Regions from separate parts of the Rattus norvegicus genome. Here region 1 is linked to region 2. A link is a contact called in public Hi-C data. All regions are on one chromosome and are shown on one strand. Each heading gives the region's core, a stretch centred on a gene start, on an enhancer-like site or on the middle of the called end of the contact. The rest is flanking DNA. Distances are from core to core; before and after follow the strand shown. Region 1 holds the start of Pnrc1 (proline-rich nuclear receptor coactivator 1). Region 2 holds the start of Ube2j1 (ubiquitin-conjugating enzyme E2, J1).

Evidence for each region. A called contact is a pair of places that touch in the nucleus more often than the background predicts.
Region 1: a Hi-C map of liver shows a contact between it and region 2, with 2.6 times the contacts expected there. The contact joins the promoter of Pnrc1 here to the promoter of Ube2j1 in region 2. A contact is called at or near these places in 3 of 12 Hi-C or Micro-C datasets (frontal cortex, liver and mammary epithelial cells) and 1 of 1 datasets of contacts at active chromatin or transcription factors (oligodendrocytes).

Annotation. Positions count from the first base shown.
Region 1 is chr5:52,445,003-52,448,474 of GRCr8, reverse strand. It overlaps Pnrc1 (proline-rich nuclear receptor coactivator 1), which reads left to right and starts at 1,984. Exons shown (of 2, transcript NM_173322.2): 1 at 1,984-2,566. The coding sequence starts at 2,117.
Region 2 is chr5:52,217,211-52,220,480 of GRCr8, reverse strand. It overlaps Ube2j1 (ubiquitin-conjugating enzyme E2, J1), which reads right to left and starts at 1,674. Exons shown (of 8, transcript NM_001106642.2): 1 at 1,446-1,674. The coding sequence starts at 1,476. LOC108350947 (a long non-coding RNA gene) reads left to right here and starts at 2,128. Exons shown (of 2, transcript XR_001837925.3): 1 at 2,128-2,268.

The DNA.
Region 1 (3,472 bases), core at 735-3,234, 230 kb before region 2:
GGGAGAGTGAACAATCCCAGAGTGTCCAGGGAACCATGCTCATACCCAGGATCTGAGAGTAAAGGAGATGAAAAGGAAGTTACCAGAAGGTCGGTTCTCTACCTGTGGCAAGAGGTAGATTCCATTCTTTTGACCAGGAGATGACTTTCTCTCAACAGAGCCCAGATCAAGGGAACTGCAAAACTCCCATTTCAGAAGAGGTAACCCCAAAATCATTTACCTGAAAGGTTGAATACTCCCTACTTTTCTCAAAGCTAGAGACTTGATTTTAAATGTTTACCATTAAGAATTACTGTATGGGGCGCGGGGGGGGGCTGGAGAGATGGCTCAGCGGTTAAGAGCACCCGACTGCTCTTCCAGAGGTCATGAGTTCAATTCCCAGCAACCACATGGTGGCTCACACCCATCTGTAATGGGATCCGATGTCTGAAGACAGCTACAGTGTACTTATATACATAAAATAAATACATCTTTAAAAAAAATTACTGTATGGGCTGGGAGTGGCTTTTTAGGAAGAAATAAGAAGTCAGAGCTCCCTTCTAGGATCTCTAGTCTGAGAACAAAGACATTCCCTACTGCTGGTCAAAGACAAAGGAACCCCATTCCCAGTCTCTAAACCTCCTAGCTCATCCCCATCTTCTATTCTCATCAGAGGGTAACTTGTGGTTTTGGTTCTCTTTTAGGTGACTTATAGGGATGGGACTCAGACTGCCAGGTTTATGTTGCAAGTACTTTAATTACTCCCTGATCCATCTAGATGCCCCGCTCTTTTTATTATTTTCAGACAGAGTCTCATTAAGCTTCCCGTACTCCAACTCAGCCTCTCCAGGAGCTAGTGTTACAAGTCTTGATCTTGCCATACCTAGACTGGAGTTCAGATTCTTCTGCTAATTTTCTAATGATTTGTGTGTGATTCTTTAGTTTCTGAATGCCTTGATTACTGTAAAATGTTAAAAAAAGAAATTCCTGGACAGTGGCGGCACGAGCATTTAATCCCAGCACTAGGGAGGCAGAGGCAGGTGGATCTCTGTGTTCAAGGCCAGCCCAGTCTACAGATTGAGTAAAGAGAGGACAGCCTGGGCTACACAAAGAGAAACACCATCTCCAAGGGAAAAAAAAAAAAGAAAGAAAGAAATGAAATAAAACCCTAATCATTAAAGAACTATGTTTCAAACAAGATGAATTACAGAATTAGTTCTGAGGTCATACTTATTTGGTAACTTATTTAGTTCTTTTCTGTATTAAACTGTGAGGAGAGAGTTCTGTTAACCCAGTTAGCTAGCAAACTGTAGCAGAGCTGGTTTTCTAAGTACAAAGGCCAATTGGCTTGCAGTAGCATCAAGTATCAGGGGCAATGTGAGATCTTAAGGGCCTCCCAGATCTTTAACTATAAAAGCAGTAAGAATTTTAAGGCCCATTTTCGGGATTATAGAGCACTTTTGGTAAACTGAGGAATCCATCAATAAACCTTTTTTAATTTTCACCACCAGGGTTAACTGGCAGCATCAGAAAACTGAACGAGAAATCACATAGCCACACTTCAATGTAGGTTAAATGGAGGCAGATCTTCACCAGCGCTATGAAATAAATCCTTAGTTTTCTCCGAAATCTCTTAAATAATATGTTGAGCTGAAACTGAAAAACTACAAAGCAATCCTTTCTTGAGGTCAGCAGCTTCCTAGTTCCTCCACCGCCTCTCTCCTCCCTCCTCACTCGCCCCACCCCGAGGCCACCCCAAAGGATTGATGCAAGGGAGGTGAGGCCAAAGTCGAACTTCATTGTTCACGGGACACTCTCTCGAAGAGCCCGTTGGACGCGCCTGCGCAACGTGCGTTCTTTGTGAGGGGCTGCAGCAGGCTGCTTGTTTGTGTCTTGCCTCCGGGCGCGGAGGCGGGATCGAGGGAGTGGCCTGGCAGGCGCATTCGGATTGGACCGCCACAGAGAGGTGGACGGGTGCGGGGCGGGGCCTCGGGTAACAACACTAGCCGCGGTGGCCAGCGCTATTTGTTGCTGCGCCGCCTCGCCCGAGTCATGGTCCTTGCCCCGAACCTTCCAGCAGCAGCCTCCGCCGCCGCCCCGTGACGCCTGCTCCCCGTCGTCTGCCGAGCCCCGCGCCATGACTGTCGTCTCCGTTCCACAGCGAGATCTCGCTCTGGGCGGCCGCCTAGCGCCGCTTGGGTTCCTCGGGGCCCTCCCGATGGTGAGCCCGGCCCCGCCGCCCTTGCCGCGCCTTCCGGACCCGCGCGCTCTGCCACCCACCCTCTTCCTGCCGCACTTCCTCGGAGGGGACGGGCCGTGCCTGGCGCCCGCGCCTCGCACCGCTGCACCGTCCAGCTGCAGCTTGGTCCCGGCCGCTGCCCCACGGGCAGCGCCCAAGAAGCGGCGGAAGAAAAAGGTGCGGGCCAGCCCGGCCGGGCAGCTCCCAAGCCGCTTCCACCAGTTTCAGCAGCACCGGCCGAGCCTGGAGGGTGGCCGCAGCCCGGTGCCGGGGCCGATCGCAGCGCAGGAGGAGCGGGGTCCAGGGGCCACTGCCCTGCTATACAGACAGCCCCCACTCGCGAAGGAGGTAGGGCCGGTGGGGGCGGGGCGGCTGTTTACTCGGGAGGGAAGTTTCCGTGACGCTCGCTGGAGTCGTGGGGCGGAAGCAGGGAGGGGGAGGGGCTGGACTGCTGCGCTGGCTCCGCCCTCTGGCTCCGGAGCCAGCCAATGGGAGCAGCGGCTGTGGCCCAGCAACAGCCTGCATTTAGAAGGTTGGCGGCGATCCAGGGGGTTTCGGCGTTCGGGGCTCTGAGACCTGCGGAGGGCTGACGTCAGCCCGCTACGTGCGGCGCTCTGGGGCTCTCATGAAGGCGGTGCTGGGTGGGGGCGGAGGCGCAGGCGCCTTGCCCAGTAGGGCACCCGACCCGACCCACTCACGGCCTGACCCACTGAGTCTGACCCGGGATTTGGAAGTTGGCAAGAGTCTCAGTCTGATGCCCGACACTAGTGTTTCACAGTCCTTGTGCTGTGAGCGGTGCAGGCCGGCACGAGCTTTCCTCGCTGGAGGGGCTTCTAAGCAGTGCCCAGAATTGAGTTTTAGAAGTTATAAAATGGACATTGCAGTTAACTGATACGGATAAAATTTTGTCGGGGCTTAAAGGTTTGAGAGTTTTCTTACCAAAAACAAAACAAAACAAAACATCGTAACATACAATTTGAGGGATTCTTTGTTGATAATGACACAAAAAGCAGCCATTGTACTGAAATTGTACTTGATCAAGGTATGCCAATGGAGAGGAATAAAAATTTAGATCCTGAGGTGGTTTTTTTAGTTTTTCAGACAGGCGTTTGCATTACCTTGGAACTCACTGTGCATCGGAGAACATTGTTTTTTAAAGGCTACCGTTAGGGTGTGGATTTGTGTGACCTTGTACTTGCCTTCAGTTTTTGTGCAAGCGTTAGGGGGAGTGATCTAAGGGTAGAGTTTCCATCT
Region 2 (3,270 bases), core at 425-2,924:
TCTTCCAGAGGTCCTGAGTTCAAACGCCAGCAACCACATGGTGGCTCACAACCATCTGTAATGAGATCTGATGCCCTCTTTTGATGTGTCTAAAGACAACTATAGTGTACTTATATATAATAAATAAATATTTTAAAAAAGAGTGAGCAACTCCCTGACAACATTTCACACTGCATTATTCTCTGGACATTTGCCTAAGTACCTCTGCAGATCTGGAGCAACCCTGTGACTAAGGAAGTACTGTACAATTTAAAGTCCAACTAATTAAGCCAGGTGGCAAACACCTTTAACGACAGTTCTTGGAAGGCAGTGGCAGGAGTATCTTGGAATTTGAGGCCAGCCTGGTCTGCAGAGTAAATTCCAGGACAGCCAGAGCTACATAGAGAAACCATCTCAAAAAATAAAACAACAACAAAAGTCCAACTAATTTAATCATTCTGGCCTCAAAATAGTAAAATTTAGGCATTTCTACTTTTTCTAACCTTTTTTAATTCTTCAGGTTTTAAGTGATGGGCTGAAGACAAAGAATATGGCCCATTAAAATTCAGCCATGTAACTCTTGCACAGGCTTGGCCAAACGTTAAACAAAATCGCTAAAAACGACTAATTCTACATCTAGTCACCTATGGACTAAATGAGAGAGATTCACAATACCAACTCTTTCCCATAAGGATATTAGACTTAAAGTCCAAACGAAGAAGCAGTGTGGGAAAGAAAATCAGTGGCGAGAGTTCTAGTTCAAGGATCATCAATACCCTGAGGCTTGTTATTCAGAGTTAACAGGGAGGTTTTACTTTTCCCTGACAAATTATCAAAGGACATTTACAGGCTCCAGTAATCTGTGTTACGCCTGCCTTAATAGATTAGACAACTGATAATAATTTTTGCATTGTTCTTAATGCATCAGAAAATAACTGGAGGCCAGGATTGTCTGGGGGCATTAACTGAAGAAATTCACATTAGCAATCCACCCCCAAATCGTGGTTAATTCTCAAGTACACAGCTCAACTAGTTTAGCTACAGGACATTTATGTCTATAAATCCTCCCCCAAATACTGAAATGGGCTATTTCAACCACAGATTTCCTCAAATTTGAGTCAAACACCTAACAAAAGTTCGTCAGCACAGGCGGAAGGGATATGAGGGACGCGGTCCGGCAAGGGATGTTTAGTAGTACCGGCCGACATCGCCTTTACACCTGCCCTTGGCTTGGCTGTCTCCAGCTTCACTCCGCAGAGACTGGGAAGAAGAGGCCAGGAGCCAAGGGGCGTCAGCAGATCTGAGGATCCGTAGCGGCCACCCGCCCTGCGGCCTGCACCCCCAGACCGGCCGCGGCCTCGCGTAAAGCGCGAGCCCGGAGCAGCGCGAGGACCGGCGGACACGAGCCGGCCGAGGCGCGGCGCCCTGAGTCCCGGGTCCCCTCCCGCCGCCCCAACCCGGCTCACCCGGGCTCTTCAGGTTATAGCGGGTCTCCATGGCGGACCTCCCCGCTGCCGCTCTCGTCGGCGCCGCAGCTGCCCGGGTGTCGCGCGGCGGACGCGCCTGACGAGGGCCTCCGCTGACACCGCCCAGTCCAGCCCGACCGCGGGCGAGGTGCGGGCCGCGGGGTCCGCCTCCCTGAGGGCCGGCCGGGCGCCGGGGCGTCGCCGAACGGGGCGCCGGGCTGCGGACGGCCTGCGGGGCTGACGTCCGGGCCGACGCGCCGCTGCGTCACCGCCGGCGCCGGGTCTGTGAAGTCGGCCTGACGTGGCAGTCACTTCGTGGCGGTTGTTCACTCGGCGACAGCGGCAGCGGCGGCCCCGCGAAGCCCGCTCGGGGACCCGAGGACACGGGCGGCACCCTCGTCTTCCCTTCGGCCCAGCCGGGGAGACCGACTAGCCGCGGGCCCTGCAGGGTTCCCCAGGAGCTCGCGGAAAGCTCGGAGGAACGGCGCAGCCCGTAGCGGTCGGCAGGCGGGCGAGCACGGCCTAGGGCTCCGCCACCGTGACGGCGCTTCTCCGAGCCCGCAATGGTCTCGGTGCGATGGACCCGAGTGGTCTTGTGTACCCGAGGCCCCTAGCTGCGCGGTGTGATTAACTAAGACACCGCTTCCGGGGTGCATCAGAACCTTCCAGAAATAAAAGCAAGGCGGTCACCTGGAATTTTAGTAAAAGCACATACATAAATGGGACCGGTCATGGATTGTGGAGGACAGAGAAAGGATGGTTCAGAAGGCTTCACGAAGGAAGTGGGTCTCAAGAAAGGAGGGACCCATAGAGATTACAGAAGGTAATATAGGTGGGATGAAGATTAATTAGACAAATTAGTGTTATATAAAAATCTTGTTTGATCTTATATTGTCAAGTTTGTAAGTGAATTATCTATAAGTGAATGCCATAGTGATTTGTCCCAGCCTACTGAAGTGGGAGGGTAAAAAAAGATTTAAATGGCATCTTTTAAGCCATTAAAGGTGATGTTTTCTGAATATCAGTAAGCTGATAATCTGATGAATAGAGAAGCAAGCAAAACCAAACTTCAATACGTTTCATTCAGCTTTCATTCTTTGTGTTCAGTCCTCAAATTCAACATCCAACAACCTGCCCAGCTCAGCAACTGACCTCATAACCAGGCCTGCCAAAGGGATGTAGTCATTCTCATTCACCAACCAGCTTCTGAGGGCCCTTTCCCATGAGGCTCTTCTCTTCCTCCAAACAGTGGAGGTAGAATGTTTCTCTTTTATTCTCGAAGCCACCATCACGTTGTCCTTGGGGACTCTTCCTTAGGTAAAAACAGCATCAAATCTGGCATTGAGTTACAGGCTGTGGCAAAGCTTAATTATAATCGCTGCAAGAGAAAAGCCAACTCTTGAGTTTTCTCTAAATAGAAACGTGTGCAGATAGGGTAAAATGTGGATAAAAAGGAAGTAAATGCCATTTAAAGGTTGCTACTTTCTTGACTGTTAACTGGGCGGGAAGGAAATTAATTTTCCCAGAAATGTAGGTTTGTCAAAAGAACAAATTCCTTCCAAGAAGAAAGTAACAATTTATAGCAGACAAAAAGATTCTATCCCAAATTAAATTTGGAAGAATTTTCACCTTGTTCCTGATAATAATCCTAAAGATAACTTAAAAAAAATTTAAACCAGTCTCAAGAGATACCACAAATGACAAAAAGAAGTTCAAACACTTCAGAGACTTGACAGCCTTGAGCTTCAATCCCCGTGTGTTCCCCTTTCCCTAGAGAGCGAACAAGGCCCTGTGACTGTGGGTCCCTCTCCCTTAGCACTGACGC